Linked DNA regions of Anolis sagrei: region 2 is linked to region 1. A link is a contact called in public Hi-C data. All regions are on one chromosome and are shown on one strand. Each heading gives the region's core, a stretch centred on a gene start, on an enhancer-like site or on the middle of the called end of the contact. The rest is flanking DNA. Distances are from core to core; before and after follow the strand shown.

What was found. A called contact is a pair of places that touch in the nucleus more often than the background predicts.
Region 2: a Hi-C map of mixed tissue shows a contact between it and region 1, with 5 times the contacts expected there. The contact joins the promoter of CDC23 here to the promoter of LOC132769077 in region 1. A contact is called at or near these places in 2 of 2 Hi-C or Micro-C datasets (both in mixed tissue).

The regions. Positions count from the first base shown.
Region 1 is chr2:76,161,553-76,165,029 of rAnoSag1.mat, forward strand. LOC132769077 (oocyte-specific histone RNA stem-loop-binding protein 2-like) reads right to left here and starts at 1,732. Exons shown (of 6, transcript XM_067464795.1): 1 at 1,454-1,732. The coding sequence starts at 1,506. CDC25C (cell division cycle 25C) reads left to right here and starts at 1,898. Exons shown (of 15, transcript XM_060765691.2): 1 at 1,898-2,127; 2 at 3,336-3,477. The coding sequence starts at 3,349.
Region 2 is chr2:76,295,823-76,299,283 of rAnoSag1.mat, forward strand. CDC23 (cell division cycle 23) reads left to right here and starts at 1,807. Exons shown (of 16, transcript XM_060765688.2): 1 at 1,807-1,990. The coding sequence starts at 1,839.

The DNA of each region.
Region 1 (3,477 bases), core at 482-2,981:
TCCTCAGAGGTAGTGAGGACCTCACTCCTCTGAGGATGCTTGCCATAGATGCAGGTGAAACGTCAGGAGAAAATGCCTCTAGAACAGGGGTCCTCAAACTTTTTAAACAGAGGACCAGGTCAGTCTGTCAAACTGTTGGAGGGCTGGATTAGAATTTGAAAAAAAAATGAATTCCTATGCACACTGCACATGTGTTATTTGTAGTGCAAAAAAACCCAAACACTTAAGACAATACAATATTTAAAATGAAGAATAATTTTAACAAATATAAACGTTTTAGTATTTCAATGGGAAGTGTGGGCCTGCTTTTGGCTCATGAGATAGGATTATTGTTGTTGTTGTTGTTGTGTGCTTTCAAGTCATTTCAGACTTAGGTTGACCCTGAGCGGGAGCCTTGGAGGGCCGCATCTAGCCCCCAGGCCTTAGTTTGAGGACCCCTGCTCTAGAACATGGCCATATAGCCCGAAAAACCTACAACAACCCAGCGATGCCAGCCATGAAAGCCTTCGAGAATACATTAATATAATATTATTCATTTATTTATTTACCATTTTTATATACTGCTCTTCTCAGCCCATGGGTGACTCAGGGCAGTATAATATAATATAATGTAGACTAACAGAATATTTATAATAATATAATGTAATGCAATATACTACTATTTATTTATTTATTATTTATTTATCGTGTCAGGGGCAACCAGATAATTGTATTACATTTCTAACAGAACAAAAGCAAACAAACAAACAGACAAATAACAAAATTGGCAGGTTTGGTAGTTGATTAAATGTCCTTTGACCAGTATCTGGTCACTTGGAGTGCCTCTGGTGTTGCTGCAAGAAGGTCCTCCATTGTGCATGTAGCAGGGCTCAGGTTGCATTGCAGCAGGTGGTCAGTGGTTTGCTCTTCTCCATAATTATAATAATATGATATTATAATTAAATATTTATATTACATGTAATTACTAATGTTGTTGTTGTTCATTTGTTCAGTCGTCTCCGACTCTTCGTGACCTCATGGACCAGTCCACGCCAGAGCTCCCTGTCGGCCGTCACCACCCCCAGCTCCTTCAAGGTCACTCCAGTCACTTCAAGGATGCCATCCATCCATCTTGCCCTTGGTCGGCCCCTCTTCCTTTTGCCTTCCACTTTCCCCAGCATAATTGTCTTCTCTAGGCTTTGCTGTCTCCTCATGATGTGGCCAAAGTATAATGGTGTAGTACAATATAGTAATATTTAATACTGAAATTGTACTATGCTAATAACATAATATAGTGTATCTGTATATGTGTGTGTGTGTGTGTATGTATGTATCTATATATATATATCTTGTAAACCACTCTGAGTCCCCTTCCGGGTGAGAAGGGCGGCATATAAATGTCGTAAATCAATAACTATCTTCCCTTAGCCCTGTTTAGGACTGCTAGGCTGCCTCTCCTTCCACAGTCTGTTACCTGCTGCTCCCGGGAGCCCAGCTCTCAGTCCCAATTCGTCCACACTGCATCATCCACCAAGAACATCACCGGCGTAGTTCTAAGGAGTCTGTCTCCACCTCCACGGTTTAAATCTCCCTCCTCGTGAAAGGCAGGGCGGAGCCTGGAACGCATCTCCAACCAATCGCATCGGGTTGGGTAAGTCCTCTGTTCAGTGATTGGCTGGACTGGATCAGGTTGGCTATCCTCCACCGCCGAAAAATAACAAAAAGGATCAGGAAGTCCCCGCCTACCGCGGCTTCTTCCAATAAGCTTTTCCACGCGCCCTCCTCCTTGACGTCACTGCGAGCATCGGACCAATGAGAAAGCTGTTGAAAGGACAGCCGGAGCTTTTCTTCTTCTGGGCTTCGCTGATTGGCTGGGAGGGCGGAGGGCGTGGCTTGTGATTGGTTGATGTTAGGGCGGCAAATTGAATAGTCTGACATTCAATTGTGTTCTTGACGGGAAGGGCGGGGTGGGTCAGTTTGTCCACAAGGAAGGGGGGACTTTTTGAAGGACTTGTTGAGACTGCGCGGAACTGGGGGCTGCCAATTCGTATTGCTGTCTTAATTGCAGAACCTGCAGCCAGCCAGCCTTGTTAGTGGACAAGATCCAACGGGTTTGACTTTTCTAAAGCACCACTGACACCCCTTAAGGTGGGTTTCGACCATATAATACCTTTTATCTCTGTAGCTGGACATAGGTTCACCTACACCTAGAATTAATTCAGTTTGAAACCACTTTAATTCTCCTGGACCACTGCTATGGAGTTCTGGGATTTGTAGTTTGTTGAGGCACCAGCTCTCTTGGTAGAGAAGGCTAAAAGTGTGCAAAACTACACCTCCCATGATCCCATAGCATCGAGGAATGGCAATTAAAGTGGTGTCAAACTGCATTAATTTTATAGTATAGATGGGTATGAGCAAACTTTGGCCCTCCAGGTGTTTTGGACTTCAACTCCCACAATTCCTGGCCTCAGGCCCCTTCCTTTCCCCCCTCAGCTGCTTAAGCTTAAGCGGCTGAGGGGGGAAAGGAAAAGGCCTAAGGCCAGGAATTGTGGGAGTTGAAGTCCAAAACACCTGGAGGGCCGAAGTTTGCCCATGCTCAGTATAGATGCATTCGTGGTTCTAGTGCTTGTGCTGTTTCTTTCTGTTTATACAGGTTGAATCATCCTTATCTGAAATACGTGGCAACAGAAGCATTTCATATTTTAGGATATTTACATATACATAATGAAATATCCATGCAGTCATGCTAGCCACATGACCTTGGAGGTGTCTATGGACAACGGCGGCTCTTCGGCTCAGAAATGGAGATGAGCACCACACCCCAGAGTCAGACATGACTGGACTTAATGTCAGGGGACAACCTTTACCTTTTAATGAAAGATCTTGGTGACGGGGCCCAAACTTAAACACAAAATTCATTTATATTTTATGTGTACTTTTACACACATAGGCAAAAAGGAACTTTATATGCAATTATTGTAAAATAAAAATAACTTTGTGCATGAAACAAAGTTTGTGTACATTGAATCAATGTCAGAAAAAGCAAAGGTGTTGCTATCTCTGCCACCCTGGTGGGCCTTTTTGGATTTTAGAGGATTATGAAATTTTAGACAAGGGATGCTCAAACTGTATTTTGCCTTAAATGGTGTCAAAGGAGCAGAACAATGTACTGTCAGGGGAATTATTTTTGCTAATTTAGTGCATGAGAAAAAGTTTGTTTCAGGAAGAACAGATGTCCCTGTCTCAGCCACCCGTGTGGACAATTTTGGAAGATTTGGGTTTTTTGAATATGGAATGCTCAATCTGTAGTAGGGGGGAAAGGAGTAATAGTAAGTTGTGTATATGTCTGTCTTCAGGTGTCTGCTCATCATGTCAGAGAGCATTCCTCCCACTGAAGCGGATGTGCTTCGTTCAGACCTTGGGTTTCGATCTGGCTGCAGGACGGTGCTTAATACTTTCCGGGAATCAGAGATCTCTCCACCTCTTTCTCCACAACTA
Region 2 (3,461 bases), core at 557-3,056, 130 kb after region 1:
TCCCTATGGCCCAGCTCTCACATCCGTAGGTGACTACGGGGAATACCATTGCTTTAACTGTGCGGATCTTCGTTGCCAGTGTGATGTCTCTACGTTTTACTCTTTTATCGAGATTGGTCATTGCTCTCCTCCCAAGAAGTAAATGCCTTCTAATTTCCTGGCTGCAGTCTGCATCTGCAGTAATCTTCACACCTAGAAATACAAAGTCTGTCACTGCCTCCATGTTCTCTCCCTCTATTTGCCAGTCTTGTTGCCATAATCTTGGTTTTTTTAATGTTTAACTGCAACCCAGCTTTTGTACTTTCTCCTTTCACCTTGGTTAGAAGGCTCCTCAGCTCCTCCTCGCTTTCGGTCATCAAAGTGGTATCATCTGCATATCTAAGGTTAGGTTTCTTCCAGCAATTTTTACCCCAGCCTTGCATTCATTAACCCCTCATATCACATGATGTGTTCTGCATACAAATTGAATAGGTTGGGGGAGAGTATACAGCCCTGCCATATGCCTTTCCCAATCTTGAACCAGTCGGTTGTTCCATGGTCAGTTCTTACTGTTGCTACTTGGTCCTTATACAGATTTCTCGGGAGACAGACAAGGTGCCTTGGTATACTCATTCCACAATTTATTATGATCCTCACAGGCTTTAGAATAGTCAACAAAACAGAAATAGATGTTTCTTTCTGAAATTCCCAACCTTCCTTCATAAGCAACAGTACAACAGGTCTGGGCAAACTTCGGCCCTCCCGGTGTTTTGGATTTCAATGCCCACAATTCCTTACAGCCTTTTAGGAATTGTGGGAATTGGAAGTCCAAGACACTGGGAGGTCCAAAGTTTGCCCACACCATAGCTCCATTCCTTAGTACAGTGGTTCTCAACCTTCCTAATGCCTCGACCTCTTAGTACAGGTCCTCATGTTGTGGTGACCCCCAACCATAATGTTATTTTCGTTGCTACTTCACAATTGTAATTTTGCTACTGTTATGATCCGTAATCTAAATATCTGATATGCAGGATGTATTTTCAGTCACTGGAACAAATTTGGCACAAATACCCAATACGCCCAAATTTGAATACTGGTGAGGGTGATTGATTTTGTCATTTGGTAATGCTGGAGTTGCTGGGATTTATAGTTCACCTAAAATCAAAGAGCCTTCTGAACTCCACCAATGATAGAATTGAATCAAACTTGGCACACAGAATTCCCATGACCAAGAGAAAATACTGGGAAGGTCTGGTGGACATTGACCTTGAGTTTTTTGGAGTTGTAGTTCACCTACTTCCAGAGAACACTGTGGACTCAAGCAATGATGGATCTGGATCAAACTTGGCACAAATACTCAATATGCCCAAATGTGAACACTGGTAGAGTTTGGAGAAAATGAGCCTTGCCATTTGGGAGTTGTAATTGTTGGGATTTATAGTTCACCCACAATGAAATAGCATTCTGAACCCCACCAATAGAATTGGACCAAACTTCCCACAGAGAACCCGCATGATCAGCAGAAAGTACTATGTTTTCTGATGGTCTTTGGCGACCCCTCTAGCACCCCTTCGCGACCCCCACAGGGGTCCCGACCCCCAGGTTGCGAAACACTGCCTGAGTAGGTGAGCAGGAGGACCACAATGTCATTTGTCCACTGGCCCCGCCCCTCCACCTTGACACTCTCACCTCTCGACCAATCCCCGTCCACGAGTTTGTGCTTCTCCCGTTTTCATTAGTCGAGGAACGGGACAGGGCGACAGAGGCATTGTCCAATTGGGTCTTCGTTTTCTGGTTGCGCGCGCTTCCAGGAGCCCAAACCAAGTTCCTGATTGGTCGAAACGGCCCACTCTGAAAAGATGGCGGCGGCGAGCGTGTCAGTGGCGGCAACGGCGGTGGTTGGGGCCGGCTTGGCGAGTGCGGACTTCTCCGACCTGCGGACGATCAAAAAGCAGCTGCTGGACGTGGCGGAGCGGAGCCGGGAGCGCGGCCTGCAGCACAGCGGGAAATGGTGAGAGCCCCGGCGGATCTTGGTCCTAGTTCAGGGCTCCTTGTGCACCCGTAGGTTATGGACTTCAACTCCCAGAATTCCTTGCTATCAGTCCAACTGGCTGGGGTTTCTGGGAGTTGAAGTCAAAAACATGTGGAGGGACAAGAGCTTGGGATCCATTGATCTGTATGCCATGGCTTTGCAGGATGGAGAGGGTGCTGGTTAAGACTTGGTATGAGGATGGTTGGTGGTGGCCTATGATAGTTTGAGACACATGTCTCCTGCAAGAGGGACTCATTGTGACCTGCAGAAGGGAGGGATGTGGGGCCCCTTACATTTGACTGAGGGGCTGTGGATGATGGGAAGTGGAGTTCCCCCAGGCCTTGATCCTAATTCCAATGTGGATTTGGTGCAGAGCTGATCCTGGAGCAAAGAGTTGAGTGAATGTGGCATTTTAAGTTGCTCCACGCTACAGATTGAGTATCCCTTAACCCAAGCATGGGCAAACTTTGGTCCTTCCTCCAGGTATTTTGGACTTCAACTCCCACAATTCCTAACAACCTACTGTTAAGAATTGTGGGAGTTAAAATCTAAAACACCTGGAGGGAGGGCCGAAGTTTGTCCATGTCTGCCTTAACCAGAAGTCCAAATTACACCAAAACCATTATTATTATTATTATTATTATTATTATTATTATTATTTGAAACACAACAAGATGAGTTCACAGCAAACACGATCACTCTGCAGGCTGTTTTATTGGATCACACGTCGGACACTTCCCAAGTGGCTAGAACTTAATAATAATAATAATAATAATGTATATACTGCTTTTTCTCTTAACAAGACTCAAAGTGGTGAACAGTGCTAAAAACAATACAGTATATATTTTCAAATCTAAAGACTATACCCACTAAAACAATTTTTTCCACACAGGTCGCTGAGGGTGCATCTACACTGTGGAATTAATGCAATTTGACATCCCTTTCACTGCCAGGGGTCAAATCTATGAAATCAGAGGAGTTGTAACTTTTTACTAGGCCTTCTCTGCCAAAAAGTGTTAATGCCTCGCCAAACTGCAAATCCCATGATTCCCTAGCATTGAGCCATAGCAGTTACAATGGTTTCAAACTGCATTAATTCTACAGTGTAAATGCACTCTGGGGTAGGGAAAGCTTTGCTTTCAGGTGGCTCAGGGTACACAAACTTTGTTTCATGCACACAATTATTAAAATATTGTGTATAAAATGACCTTCAAGTTACAGTATATGTATGAGACAAATAAATTATTCCTGTGTTTTGACTTGGGTCACACAGCCAAGATGTTTCTATTTCAGTGTGTGTGTGTGTGTGTGTGTGTGTGTGTAAATATTCTGAAATCCAAAATACTTCTCATCCTAGGCCTTTCAAAAAAGGGATACTCAGACTGTACTTCATTTGGGCTGGGATGGATTTCCTACCTGGCAGAAATGGGTTTGGACTGGATGGCCTTTT